2 separate regions of the Mus musculus genome follow, and region 1 is linked to region 2. A link is a contact called in public Hi-C data. All regions are on one chromosome and are shown on one strand. Each heading gives the region's core, a stretch centred on a gene start, on an enhancer-like site or on the middle of the called end of the contact. The rest is flanking DNA. Distances are from core to core; before and after follow the strand shown. Region 1 overlaps Alk (anaplastic lymphoma kinase). Region 2 overlaps Alk (anaplastic lymphoma kinase).

Region 1 (6,953 bases), core at 4,342-6,841, 160 kb before region 2:
GGAGATAGCACATAAGTGGGAGAGAGAGAGAAGCAGAGGAAAAGGAAAATAAAGGAAGAGATGTGTGTGTGTGTGTGTGTGTGTGTGTGTGTGTGTGTGAGAGAGAGAGAGAGAGAGAGAGAGAGAGAAGAGATCTTTATCTTCTTATGGTGTTCAAAGTCATAACTTCATTTCACCATATGCATTTCCTTTAAATATAGACACAATGAGGGATAGGGCTTGCACCTGTGAATTTGGTAGAAAATCATTGAGTCTACAATAGCTGTAATACAAGGCTAAGAATGTAGTCAGGGTAGGCATTGCAATTTCAGTAGTGTTAGCATGGGAATCTGGGCCTCAGATAGTTTGGGAAATTATCTAAGGTTACCAGGTTGCTGAGGGGTGAAGGTGGAGGAAAACTGAGTTGTCAGCTTCTTCTTCTTCTTCTTCTTCTTCTTCTTCTTCTTCTTCTTCTTCTTCTTCTTCTTCTTCTTCTTCTTCTTCTTCTTCTTCTTCTTCTTCTTCTTCTTCTTCTCCTCTGCAAACCCCCAGCTCAAGTCCAACCAAAGCAAAACAAAACAATGCCCCCAATGGTCTTTCCTATGCCTTATATCCTTGATAGTATTGGGCAAGATGACTTCATGGCCATTGTTTTCAAGGACACTTCAAAAGTGGAGAGACAAAGCAAGTTACTCCTATATTCTTGAGAATTCAACAGTAAACCTTTGGAAACCAAGAAGTATTTAGAGGTGGGTTCCTACCAACAACCCATCGGTTCTTCAGTTGACACCACCTGTGTGCCCTTTAGTTCAGTTCCGTTGGGCACTTTCTGCTAGGAGACAGTAGAGAGTGTGCTCAAACCCACAGAACTGCCCCAAGTTACACACCTACCTCAAACCATAGGTTGTCCTCAGAACCTCTGACCAAATGGTGATAAGTCAGCATTCTCAGACCTTTCTCATTGAGCTTAACTCCTATACTTGAATCACAGGATTCAGAGAAACACAATACTGGCTGTTTATTATAAGAATATTGCAAAGGACACTGGGGAAGAAATTCTACGATGAGGTGAGGAATTTCATGCTTGACTGGGTTACTTTCTAGAAACCTCCCAGGCACTCGGGGCCTTTTAAGAGTTTTTATAGTGGCTTTATTACTCAGACATGACTGATTAAATCATCGGCCATTGATGGCTGATTCAACACCAGTCCCGGAAGAGCTTAACAAGCCCCTGGATTTCTAACCCCGACTTACTCATTACAGCTGAATGCAATGAGCAGAGGGCCCCAGACCTCTAATCATGTGTTGATCTTCCTGTGACAAGCATCATTCCAAAGCCTCCTAGGAGCTGCCAGCTTAAGTAACTCATTAATATCCAAATATACTTAATACTTTGAAGATTCCAAAGATTCTTGGGAGTTTATTCCAAGAAACAGGATGAAGACCTAGCAGGTATTTCACAGTATCAAAGCCATCTCAAATATTCTTCTATAAAGGAGAATACTTTTATTATCAATAATATCATGATTCTTCTTGTTAAATGTTGTAATGTTCCTGGTGTGTGTCTTGAATAGAGAGCTATCACAAATAGCAGGGTTTCACAACACTTCTGACAAACTGGCTATAAATCCGGGTTCCCATTATTCTCTACCTGGTTTTGACTTGCATGCTTCACTATCTCAGAGAGTTAACTTTTTTGGTTAGCATACACAATAATATGTCTCATTATGGTATTTTTCAAACATAGATGTCACTATACTTTGCTCATATTCATCTCCCAGTCCACTCCATAATTCTTCCTGTGGTTCTGTTAGATCTCTTCTTCTTCTTCTACTCCCCCAAATAGATCTTCTGCCTGTATCTATGCACATATTTTTACATAGAAAATTAAGATTTATTTTTATTTTTTCTAATAATATTCATGAGAGTATATCTCTGTGGAAGGTGTGCATATGAATGGACATCTTGTGGAGGCCAAAAAAAGATATCATGTCCCCTGAAGTTAGAGGTGGTTGTGAGTTGCCTGATGTGATTTAAATCTTCCTCAATAATGTACATGTTCTTAACCACTGAAGCATCTCCAGTCCCATATATATGCATATATAAAGCTAGATCTATATGTGAAAGAAAATATGCTATTTTATATTCTTATCTCTTTCTTACTTTGTTGTATCCCCTTAACCCCTAACCATTGGAGGTGGTTTTACCCCAAGTAAAAATTTATACCAAATACCACCACAGTGATAAAATTAATATTCTTTGTATTTTTAAAAGTCTCTCTCTATATATATTCATTAAATTCCTTTGTGATAAATAAATTGGGTTGGGAAACCCATGAGCATGTAGAGTTGTTCGTCTCTACAACTCAGGAAGATTCCAAAGCCATGGACGAATAGACCATAAAATCTAAACTGGTTCTAGACAAGACTGATCCTTTTCCTGTGAGTGGGGCCTGTCTAGCAGGTGCATTCACAAACCAGTTGCTGCATGCAATTTCCTGGCTTTATATATGTCTGTGGGAATTCATTGTTTGGATTCTGGGCAGAGGAGAAGGCACCACTAGGTCCTTATCAAGCCTATGCATATATTATATTTGAAGATAGGAAGTTGGCATCACTAGGGACTTCTGATTCTCCTCCAAACGCTCTGAGTCCCAGCACCAGTAGAACAGGCTGCTAGAAACCCAGAGGACAATCAGACACATCAGAAAACAGCCCAATGCTGCTGTCTCACCAAGTCCTCATGAGAAGGAGTAGACCGTGAACAGAGACAGGGCAAACTGTAGTTCACATCTAACCTGCCATCTAGTCCCTCATTCTTTCACATTATTCCTTGTCCCAAAGAGTTTTTAAATGAGTGGCAGTTTTGTCACTTGGTATTTGGTGATGACATTTCAAAAGCCTCTTAACTGATTTTTGACTCAGTCACTAACAATTGTTAAAAAAAAAACAAACTAAACAAACAAAAAACCCAAACAGCAATAACAACAACAACAACAACAACAACAAACTCACCACAGTTCTTGCCTTAAATGGAATAAGATAGTTTATTCTGAAAATGAATGAGAGTGACCTTGGTCTGGGAACAGATTCAGATAACCCTAAATACTATATATCAATATGGCAATAATTTCATGAAGTTTTCCTAATAGTGGAACTAATAAAGCTATAAATCAAGACATCAAATTACAGCTGTTGGTGGAAACTCCAGGCAGCCAGGTTAGAGAAAAGCAGAAAATAGCACCTTAGACCTCAGATGTCGTCTGATGTCACTGTAAGCTTTTGGGTTAGTGGAACCTGGGCTCTGTGAGTATCCTAAGATGATTTCCCTAACAGTCACAGAATGGTAGGTCATACATAGAGATAAATAATAAGAGACTATTTATAGACATAAATTTGGCTTCCAATCTGTAACTTTAGATCTTTACAATTAGTCAACCTGCATGCCTTATAGAATATTGGACACAGGTGTCCTGTTTTTTTTTGTTTGTTTGTTTGTTTGTTTTCTGTTTTATTTTGTTTTGTTTGTTTTGTTTTCTGCAAAATGCATTTCCCCATAGGTCTGTTTGGAAAATTAAACAAAATAATACATGTAATACATAGTACCTTCCCAGTAATCGATATGCATGATTTTCAGATGGAAATGGAGCTGTGTGATAGGTCTGTGATTACAGACCTGCGGTAAGAAGTGTCCCTCACTTGCAGTCCTGCTTAAAATGGATGTGCTCTTGGCTAAAGTCGAGCTTCTGTGGAAAGTTTACAGTTCCCCGGTGTCATCAATAAGGGATTCACTATTTCATTGGTTTGGCAAAGCAATCCCTGGAAAGGCATTAGGATTTGGGAACAGCAGGTGATTATGAATGGGGCTAAATTATTTACTTCATCAGAGTGTCTCTGGGCTTTATCATGCAGTCCTGTCACAGGAAGCTGTACATAAAGATGAATAATAGTCCCTTTAACTCAGAGATCTGAAAGGTCACTGGGGCCGTGGCAGACACATGAAGTTGTGTTGGCTACATCCATCAAGAAGCAATTGCGTGAGGATGTGATGCATGGCAGACAGTGTGAGGGCAGACTTCCGCTGATAGTTTTGTATTCTGGTCGGGCAGGCTGTCCCAAGGCAGGGCAGTGACCAAGCTGCCAGGAGCAGGCATCTTGTACTTAACTTTGTAACTACTTCATCCTAATGAGGGGCATTCCAGCAGCATAGGATTGGAGGATTGAGTTGAGAGTGGTCAGTTGATGCACAAGTTCATGATTCTTGGCTTAAAAAGGAGAGACTTGGAGCTGGGAAGATGGCTCCATAGATGAAACACTTGCCACATAAGTGTGAGGACCTAAGCTTAGATTCCCAGGACTCATGGAAATGCCAGGTGAACGTGGTTCCTACCTGTAATGTAAGCATACTTGGAAAGCTGGGACAGGAGATCCCCAGAGCAAACTAAGTAGCCAGCCTAACCCAATCAGGGGATTCTGGATTCAAATCAGAACGAATGCCTTGCCTCACAAAATAAGGTGGACACCGAAGAAGAGGCTTATCAACCCGATGTCTCCACTGAAACACCCTCACACCACATGAGTGTGCTTAGATAACACACACACACACACACACACACACACACACACATACACACACACACACACTAAAATAAAGTAAGGAAAGACTGACTTTTGTATGGCTGAGATTTGTATGGCTGAACCCAACTTTGGGGCACAGGTCTGTAATTCTGGCTTCTTGGGGGGCTGACAGGAGGACCACCTGCACTGGAGCCTGCAGAGCAGAGAGAGGCAATCAAATCTGAGACCCTGTGTCAAAATAGAAATATATTTTACAAGAGCTGTGTATGCACTTGCCTAGAATGCATAAGTTCCTGGTGAGACCCTGAGCTCATCCTCTAATACCATAAATGGATGGATGGATGGATGGACTGATGGGTGGACAGACGGACAGATAAATGGATGATAAATAGAAAAGAAAAAAAGTCAAGCTTCTTTCACAGTATTAGGTGTTTGTTTGTTTTGTTTTATTTTATTTTATTTTGTTTTGTTTTGTTTTGTTTTGTTTTGCCTAGATTATCCCTCTTCAAATGAAAGGAATATCACTGTGGGGAATGGATTTCCTGCTTTGGGCTCCAACACCTGTTCTCCAAACTCCAGTCTTGTTTGTGAATTCCTGCATCTCCGTGCTAGTCAGATGCAGTAAATGTTTTTTGTTTGTTTGTTTGTTTGTTTGTTTTTCAAATGGTCCAATGCTAAGAGGTGTTAAAGCTTTCTGCTTACTGAAACACAAAAGGACTCAAAGAAGATGGAGAGAGAAAAACTTTCTCCCTCTGTGATTTTTTTTTCAGAGCTGAGGATGGAACCCTTGGCCTTGTGCTTGCTAGGCAATCGCTTTACCACTGAGCTAAATCCCCAACCCCTCTCCCTCTGTGATTTAAGAAGATCCAATAATCCATTCTTGTCGTGGACCATCTAAAATGAGACGTTGCACCATCACACAGAGTCTATACTTGAGGAGAAACGGCACTCAGAACTTTCAGTTCCCTTGTAACTCCAACTTCTTATTCCCTTCATCTACTATCCCCAGCGATCATCTGATTGATCACTTAGACCTCCCCTCAATACCAGGGATTGAACTCAGAGCCTCATGCATGGGAGGCAAGCTCTCTTTCACTGAGTTCTCTCCCACTGAGCTGAACTCTCAGCCTCCCATTTCCACCTCTTGCTTACTGGCTTGAGAGAAACTGGTGGTCATTGGAGCTGTCCAGCCAGTACTTTACCCTCTGCAGAACCTTCCAGGTACTAATTTAAAACCATTGACATTTCACTCAGAAAATTACTGGAGCCTGGAAGCGAGCCAAGAAAGGAAACCCTGAGATTCTCTTCTGCCCACCCCCACTAGAATGGGTTGGGCCCTGGAGAGCATTGCCCTCCCCAGTGGAAGGAAGCTGCTGCCTCCCTCTCTTCCTGAGGGCTGCCTGACACTATTCCAATGAGTAATGTTTTGAGACAGATGCAAAATCAATGGCACAAGGCTCACGCCGCTCTGGTTATCTTCTATTCTTTATCATTCAAGCTCCCCTGGCTTCCCCGGATGAGAGTCTGGGGAGAGATTCATCTTCTCCCTTGTTTCTTATTAGCACACTGGTGTAGCCACAGGGACAAAAATGACAGATATTTCTAGACTGTCATGGGGGGAGATAGAAAAAAAAAAACTAGCTCTTTGAAGTACCTGACAACATTTTGGAAAGACCCTGAGCGCTGTTTTTGGATTAAAAAAAAATAAAGTTTTAATTGTCATCTTCAATCTGCCTAGATTGTAATCCTTGCTGAAGATTGATCCCAAGTGTAGCTTAAAAGTACTTTGAATGGTCGATGCCTGGGATCTCTAATGAAAGAGAGAAGCATGCGCTTGTGTGCCTTTGTTCTCCCTGGCAACCATCTAACACAGACCAGTGGTCTCTTCTCCAAGACTCATTCTCCCTCCCAACACCTAACATATTCTTCTGTTGCACCAGCTTTTCCCATCTGTCCTAGAACTTGTGTTCTTTGTGGCTCAACTCCTGAATGCTGAGATTACAGATGTGTCCCAGAATGCCTACATAAAACTCCCTTTCCGTTTACCATGTCTTGGTGACTCAGAAACAGTCCTGTCCATCCGTGCTCAGAAATTCTTTATGCATGCACTGAAGATAGCCGCTGTGAATCAGGCATATCTCTACCTGACATTTATCCTTAATATTTTTATTATTTTTGGATGATCTATGCATTCGCAGTTGTTTGTGTGTGTGCAAATACATGAGGGATGCTTGTGCATATGTGCAGTGTGTGGATTTGTGGAGGCCAGAGACAGATGCTGGGTATTCCCTCTATTTCCCCACACCCTTCTTTTTCCAGACAAAGTCGTTATATTGAACATGGGGCTTACCCATTGACTAAACTGCTAGCTGATCAGCAAGCTCTAGGGACTCACCT
Region 2 (7,445 bases), core at 2,999-5,498:
TAAATGTTATACTGCTATAGTAAGGTAGTAGTGGTAGATTCTCCTCTAAGATGCATGGTTTTGTCAGTTTCAGGTAGTTAGCTAGGTTGTTAATGACAGATACTATTTCCCCTCTTGTTGAGGCTAATTAGACACTGTTAGTTACCACCAACATATGTGTTCCACTATTGTACCTTTAGGGGTATCTTGCTTTGCTGATCCTTATTGTGGTTCATAGGTATCACACCTAGATAAGCAGCCAACACACAGCTTTCTGGTGCTATGAAAACTGGACTGAATGAAGGAGGTTTTTCAGGTTGAATCCTCCAAGTTCTATGTCCGAAGTGTGAGGTGTCTTCAACAATAGGGAGTTAACTTTAACCTCTCTGAGAAGGGACCAAGGACAAGAGCAATAGCCTATGTTGTTTGGGGGTCATTTGGACAACCCTGACCAACAACTAGAACAAAGGTTTCTTATGCCTGTTACTTGGACTTTTGCTAGTCCTTGGCTGCTCTTTTGGGGAGTATTTTCAGTTCAAGTGGCAGACTTTAAAATAAATACATACATACACACACACTTGTGTGTATATATATATATATATATATATATGTTTTATATATATAAAAACATATGTAATACATATAAACACATGTGTAAATATATGAATACACATATATGTGTTACATATAATTATAGGTAAATATGCAATAATATGACTCCTTGATGCATCATCAGACATCCTTAGAGTTCTTCATCTCTCTTCATTTATCTTGGAAATAAGTTGAGACTTTGTAGCTCCTCCTGAGGGGTGATGGCATCCTTGAGAGTGAGGACCAGAGGGTGGTGCTCTTACCTTGTGTGCCCACTAAGGAGTCTTTCTACCACAGCCTTGACTCAGCTTGGGTTTAATCTGAGGCTTCAAGCGTTTAACAAGTTCCATGGAATCTTCACAGGAAGATGTCACCGATAATGTGAGCTCATTAAAAACCACCGTCAGTATCTATCTTAGTCTTCAAGTACATGGCTTTGGAGAAGCTTCCATATGAAGCCTGTCTTTTATCACTCTATTAAACTGCATATTGTGATTGTCCCTAAACCAAAAAGCTTAAACCTTGCAATCGGGTCTTCAAAATGTATAGTTTTAAGCTTCTCCAAAGTCCCAGTTTATTCTGGCAGCCATTAACGGTCCACAGGCATTTCTGTAGCATCCGGCACAGTCAAGTTTCCACCTACAGGGAGCTATGGGACCTTGGTGTTACCAGGATCCATGTAGATCTTGGAGATTTATAAATGAGGAACTGATATGGCTTTTTGGTGGTGGTGTTTGCATTCTCCTAATAGTATTTTTGTGCATTTCTCTGATTTATCTTCTTGGAAGCCAATAACTGGTCTTTGGCAGCTCAGATCCACTCGGCTTGTTAAAGAGCTCTCTTGTGGGTGGAACAAAGGGGCCTGTTTTCTTAGCCCACAGTGAGCTAGCCATGACAGAGCAGCCAGTTCATCATCTTTTCTTTATTAACAGTTGTCAGAGTAATTGATGAAGCCTTTTTTTTTTTTCAACCCCCAGTATATTTTTTAAATGGATTGATTCTGGGGCATTTCAGTTCATTTACTGACAGTGTCTTAAGGATAGAATCTGACTATAATCAATTTTCATTATCATTGTGTAGCTAATAGGGCTAAAAATAAGAACTCTTAATCTGCTATGGTGTGATTGATTACTCAAGAAGGATATGGAAATAATGTCTTTTAATATGCCCAGAGTGTTACATTAGACCTTTGAAATTTTCATCTTCAAAACATACCACTTCCTGTAGTGTTCTTTCCCCTGTTAAACAACACGGGACTCAGGTCTCCTAGCCTCAGTGGGTAATGTCTCCATTCAGGACTCATGTTCTCCTCCTCCCATTAAGTTCTTCTTCATGGACTCCTTCCATCATTGTTTTTACTTTAAAACAGTTTTATTTTTGCACAGCCAAGACTCAAAGCATCTTCCTAGACCTCTAATGACTCATCTCATTTCTCCACAGACCAAAAGTAAATTTCTAGAATATGGGATCTATCGAAGAGATCATAAGATGGAATAGTAAAGACAGAAGCAAAGATTATGTGGCTCATAAGCAAAGTGCTGGGTAGAAAGACAGACACACTGTGTCTAGGTCTAATGCTGCTCTGTCATCTAGGACAAGTCCTAATTTGTGAGCCTCAGTTTCCCCCTCTTGAACACAAGGACAGCTACCCAGTGTATTTCAGAGGACTATTAGAAGATGCTAGTGATATTCTAAGCACAGGCACTTCAACTATAAAATCTTACTATTGTTGTTACTGTTCTTTCTCTTATTCCTTTTCTGTTCCTTTTGCATCATCTATTTCTCAACCTTACATTGTTCCCAGAGATTTTATGTTCTGATAGAACTTTATATATCTCTGTATCTACTCACCACTTATCAAGAACTCATCCATGTCTGGCCCTTTGAGAGAATCTGGGATATCGAATCATTTTAACACTTTCATGGGTCACTTATGACCAAGACCTATTTATAGGCAAAACACAATTACCTACCTACTGAATATTTAAACTAAGCTAGATATACTATCATGATTTAAGCTAAAGACTGATTCTAGGTCATTGTCCTTCAAGAAGTCTCAAAGTTGGCTATTGGGTCAAATTAAAAGGCAAGATGTGATGGACTCAATAACATCCTGAGTAAGAACTAGAAAGAGTCCCAACTGTTTAAAGGTGATGGCCTTCTATAGTATTTGTGTGTCTTTCAAACTGTCCAAGACCTTTTGTTAGGGAAGAGTGTGGCTCTCAGTGGACACTCCCATCATTCCCTCCTCTATCTTTAAATTGTTGTACGAAGAGAACTTCTTACCACTTCACTAGCAAACTTCAATCATTGTTGTATTTTACTATGGGCCTAAAATCCTAAGCCAGGAGTTTCCACCCTGACCATGCCTGATGCATGGGGGAGCTACAATAAGGAAACTCAAAATTTATCTGTGGGTGAAAAAGATCTGTGATCCCTCTAGGTGTTATATTTTTTAAGGCATGCATATAAAAGCAAATAAAATACAAATTCATTTAAGAACACCACTAAATTTATAGGACACTGGATGCTCTCTTAATTAACCTTTGCTTTACCAAGTCATTGCATTATCTGTTTCTTTATAAAGCATCTTGATGGATGTCTACAACAACCTGTACTCTGGAGGTCAACAGGCACACTGTAGGACGCTGTACTTGCTGCTGCTGACGCTTACGGTGTTAGCTTCCCTGGAGTCCCTGGTATTTATTCTAAAAGATATTTACAGTAATTACAAAATCCAATTGCAAAGCAAGATGAGAGCTATGATTTCTCTGAAAATTCATTTGAACACTTTGGGAAGATTTGAGAAAGGTAAGCCATTAAAAAGAGAAGTCGCTGCTGGATGAGGCAAGGTCACCTGAGAACAGCTCTGTAGGCTGTCACTACAAAATGCCCAGGAACCCTCGTAGCTGACATGTCCTCCAGTGTGGATGTGACCACAGAGCAGCATGTATACACACAAGCCCTTGATAGGATATGAGATGGCTGCGAACATTAGAGCCGGGGAAGGAAAGCTCAAAGACCTCCAAGAAGACTCCACTGAAAATGAGCTCGAAATTACTATTTTAGGTTGGTGCTTCCCTTTACATAAGTTCCAGCTGGAAATCATGAGCAATGCATTAAGATCATGGTAAATATAAGGGAAGTGACACACATGCAAAGGACATCAAAACTTTGGTGTGTAATACCCATGCTGGAGTAATAAAATGCTTACAACTACTATTTTATGATTCTCATGGTCACCCGGTAGTCTTAGGAACTCCATCTTGGGCTTGTGTCCGATGTTACTCTGTCTTGTTCCTTGTGCTTGTGGACAGTGCTACCATGGGATGGAGCCAGCAATAGTTAAAGGACAACTGCTGCCTACCCAAGAAGTGATTCAGGTGGGAAAGTCAGGAAGTTATACAAGAACCTTGTCATTGCTGTCGTCTTAGGTGACATCCAGTTACCTTTTAACTAAGTACAGGGCTATGTGATGTCATCTGGGGTGGCTTGAATGAGAAATGTCCCGCAAGGACTCAGATATTTAATCACTTCCTTCCCAGTTGATGATGATGCTCTTTGGGAGATGTTATGAGGGGGTACAGCCTTGCTGCAGGACGCACATCACTGGGAAGAGGGTTGGAGTGTTTACTGACTCTCCCTGCTCTCTGATACAGGCTTAGGGTTATAGATGTGATCTCTCAGCTTCCTGCCCTGGCTGCCTGCCACTATGCCTCCACAGACATGACGGATTCTTCTCCCTCTGGAACTGGACCAGAAGAACAAACTCTTCCTTCTGGAAGTTGCTGTTGATCATGGTATTGTATTGCAGCAACAGAAAGTAACTAATATACCACCATTACCAGAAGTGGGACAGAGGTCCCTGAAAACACCCACATCAGTTTTGGAGTGGGCCACAGACTCCCTGAGCAGCCCACACAACTGTTGTTTAAGAACTCCAAGTCACCATGAGGCGGCTAGCAGATTCTGCATTCTCCATAATTGCACCCAATTTTCCAATTGAATTATCGCATGATTTAATTCGTTTGCTGCATCTGGAGAGCATCAGCATTGTGCAGCTGTTGCAGCTTCAAGAGCTAATTGTTGCTAAGCACATTAAAAGTAGCCCTATTGCAATGCACTGGAGTCAGAGGGGAGGGGGTGCAAAGTTATACTTTCCATTTTCTCTTTGGTTGAATCATCACCCAAAGAGCCTGAGGGGGTAGCAGACATTTAAGCCCTGTTAGCTTGGAGATCTCATTGTGCATGGTTACTGTCACTAGATGTAAGCCTTTAAGTGAGCCAGACATATCCCGATACCAAAATACACAGAAACCTGAAAGCCCTGTTTGGAGCATCTTAGAGAATTATGCATAACAAGATTAAGAAAGAAGGCAACACGTCACCAAAAAGGATGAGGAAGTCAATTGTCAGTAAAGCACCCATACACCTACAAAGCCCTTGCCCTCATATTCCAATTATAATAGTTATCCACACACATGCTGCCCTCCCCGTCTAATTGATCCACCTTGGTGTGTGTCAGTGGAGTATCTCCAATGGCCTGCTTCAGCCCCAACTATCATAGTTTATTTGGTATCTCCTAGTCAGAGTCCCAATCTCCAGAAAGCACAGGTTGAACGCTAGCCTTCTTCTCGGTTGGAGTTTGGATTATATGTCTTCTCGAAGTTGATGTGTGGAAAAATCTGTTCGCCAGGTCATCACAATTTGGGGGGGTGTTATAAATATTCTAGGGGGCATGTCTAGTTGGAGGAAGCTGTATGCTGTGGGGGAGGAGTATGCCTTTGGGGAAATGTAATTGGTTCTTAGCTAGGTCTTGATCCCACCCATCCCTCCTGCTAGTTTCTCCTTCCTCTCCCCTCCTCTTCTCTCCCTCCTCCCTCCTATCCACACAATCAGAGCCTCTTTGCTCCATTTCATTCTTGTTTCATGATCAGGTGTCTGGAAGCTGCCGAATCAGGTGATCTAGGACTAACATATCATAACCATAAGCCAATCACAAACGTTTCTTCCTTTACATAGTTTATCTTTGATATTTCACCACCACAACAAGAAACTAACACATCCGTGTTGACTTACAGAGGGTCTCAGGTGTGTGCATAGATGAGAGCTAAGAATAAGGAGTTCATGGGGAAAAAATCAGGATGCTACATATAAAATGAGGGTTTACAAAGAAGAATCACAGGCCAGGAGGAGCCACGGGGTCGCAGTGGATCCACTGAGGGGAAGAGTAGAGGGATTCAGAATAGAATATGAGAGCTGAGTCTAAGAGAAAGAGAATGAGGAGGCAGGTGTGCAGAAGAGTGAGCACTGGGAACTCAGGAAAGATCAGTGGGATTCTCACAATTTCTTCTTGCCCCAGGCCACACAAAAGTGAGAGTTAGGCTCATGGCTTCTACCAAGGAAGGAAATAATATTATTCCTTAAAGAAACTAGGAAGCTTTAAGAGAGATCTATCAATGTTAGCATGAGAAAAGCTTCTTATAATAGTTATGCCCTTTCCCAACCACCCATCTATGGAGTTTATAAGGCAACAATTTCCATCTACAAACTGGTTTCAACCAACATTTAATTTATTTCACTCTTATATAAACTAGGATAACCCAAAAAGTTCACTAGACATTTGGCAATGTCTTAATATAGAGAAAGAAACTTTGCACATGTATACATACACAAGGTGAACTTGGAAATTGTCAAGAAAAATTTAATTATAAAATATGAAGGATGTAAGTAATAACACATAATTGCAAAATTGTGGGACACTAGAGAAAGATAAAAGATTGTGTATATCTTTCAGAGAAAAATATATAGCTCACAAACAAATATTAGAAAGCACCGTCTGTCTTAACATATCTGGAAGCTGGCTGATAAAGGCATTCATGACTTACAACCTAAGATTCTCTACCCAACATAACTAAACAGAACTAGAGGAGTGGCGGTCAGACACTGGGGTTAAGAGGGAGGATGCTTAGTGTGGGTGGTTTCAGTCTGCGCAGTTGATATGGAGGGTAGTGATGGCCACTCCATAACAGTATGGGTACCTTTAGTGGCACAGAGCTGTGGACTTAAATTTGGCTAAAATAATAAACATTGGTGCTTATCACTATTAAAAAGTAAACGTGTTTGCTCAGGAGAATGGGAATAAGAAGGGAGGGGTGCTTGTTTTCTGTTACCCTTCTGGCAAGCCTACTGAAGCTTAAATATTATATAAGAGGATACTATGTCGTGTCTCCCTCTTTTTGAAATTCTCAGCCCTAAAAGGGATTTCCTCAGGGCTCAGGATCACTAGAGAAGAGTGGGCAGAAAGTCTGTGACAAGCAGAAGTGGTGGATGATGTCACAAAAACATTCTCTAGACACGTTAAGGCAGATGGGCTATGACTTCACAGAGATTGTGGCAGCACACCTGTGAGCCAGACAGAATCTCAGCATGGAGGAAAGGAAATGGACATGGGCTCCCACCCCTAACCAAGAGTCTGTTTGCTTCTGGGCAAAGGAATGTCAGTTTCCTTCAATGGGGTAATATTTGATACAAGGATCACACTCTGAGGCAGGCCCCACACAAACTAAACTCCTTTGAACTTCTTTTTGGGGGGATTGAAAGACAAAGTTGGGTGGTTTGGTAAGTGGCGGGGAGTATCTAGGAAGAGACAGGAGGGATAAATATAAAAAGAATATATTGAATGAAATGCCCAAGGAATAAATAAAAACATTGTTTAAAATTATGTATGAGAAACAGTTGGATAAAAATTAAAAATAAAAAAGTAAAATGAATTGTGTTGGGCATTTCAGGCAAAGGAAACTGTGTTACACAGTTGTCCTCTGGGAGGTATGACCAGAATGAAGGGAACCTTAGGAAGTTCCCTATTCCTGGAG

What was found. Hi-C and Micro-C count contacts between places; a contact is called where the count stands out from the background.
Region 1: a contact with region 2 is called in a Hi-C map of the N1E-115 cell line, with 2.9 times the contacts expected there. The contact joins two enhancer-like sites. A contact is called at or near these places in 1 of 39 promoter capture datasets (liver), 2 of 484 Hi-C or Micro-C datasets (the N1E-115 cell line and nephron progenitors) and 1 of 115 datasets of contacts at active chromatin or transcription factors (astrocytes).

Annotation. Positions count from the first base shown.
Region 1 is chr17:72,489,854-72,496,806 of GRCm38.p6, reverse strand. All of the region lies in intron 1 of Alk (anaplastic lymphoma kinase), which reads left to right. Among named protein-coding and RNA genes, the nearest start is that of Alk, 110 kb to the left of the region's middle. Within about 2 kb of position 5,591, at least 2 of the 459 cell types and tissues checked have an H3K27ac peak or open chromatin away from gene starts, as enhancers often do. A contact at or near this core is called in the N1E-115 cell line, where this site is marked.
Region 2 is chr17:72,323,379-72,330,823 of GRCm38.p6, reverse strand. All of the region lies in intron 3 of Alk (anaplastic lymphoma kinase), which reads left to right. Among named protein-coding and RNA genes, the nearest start is that of Gm41613, 200 kb to the right of the region's middle. Within about 2 kb of position 4,248, at least 2 of the 459 cell types and tissues checked have an H3K27ac peak or open chromatin away from gene starts, as enhancers often do. A contact at or near this core is called in the N1E-115 cell line, where this site is marked.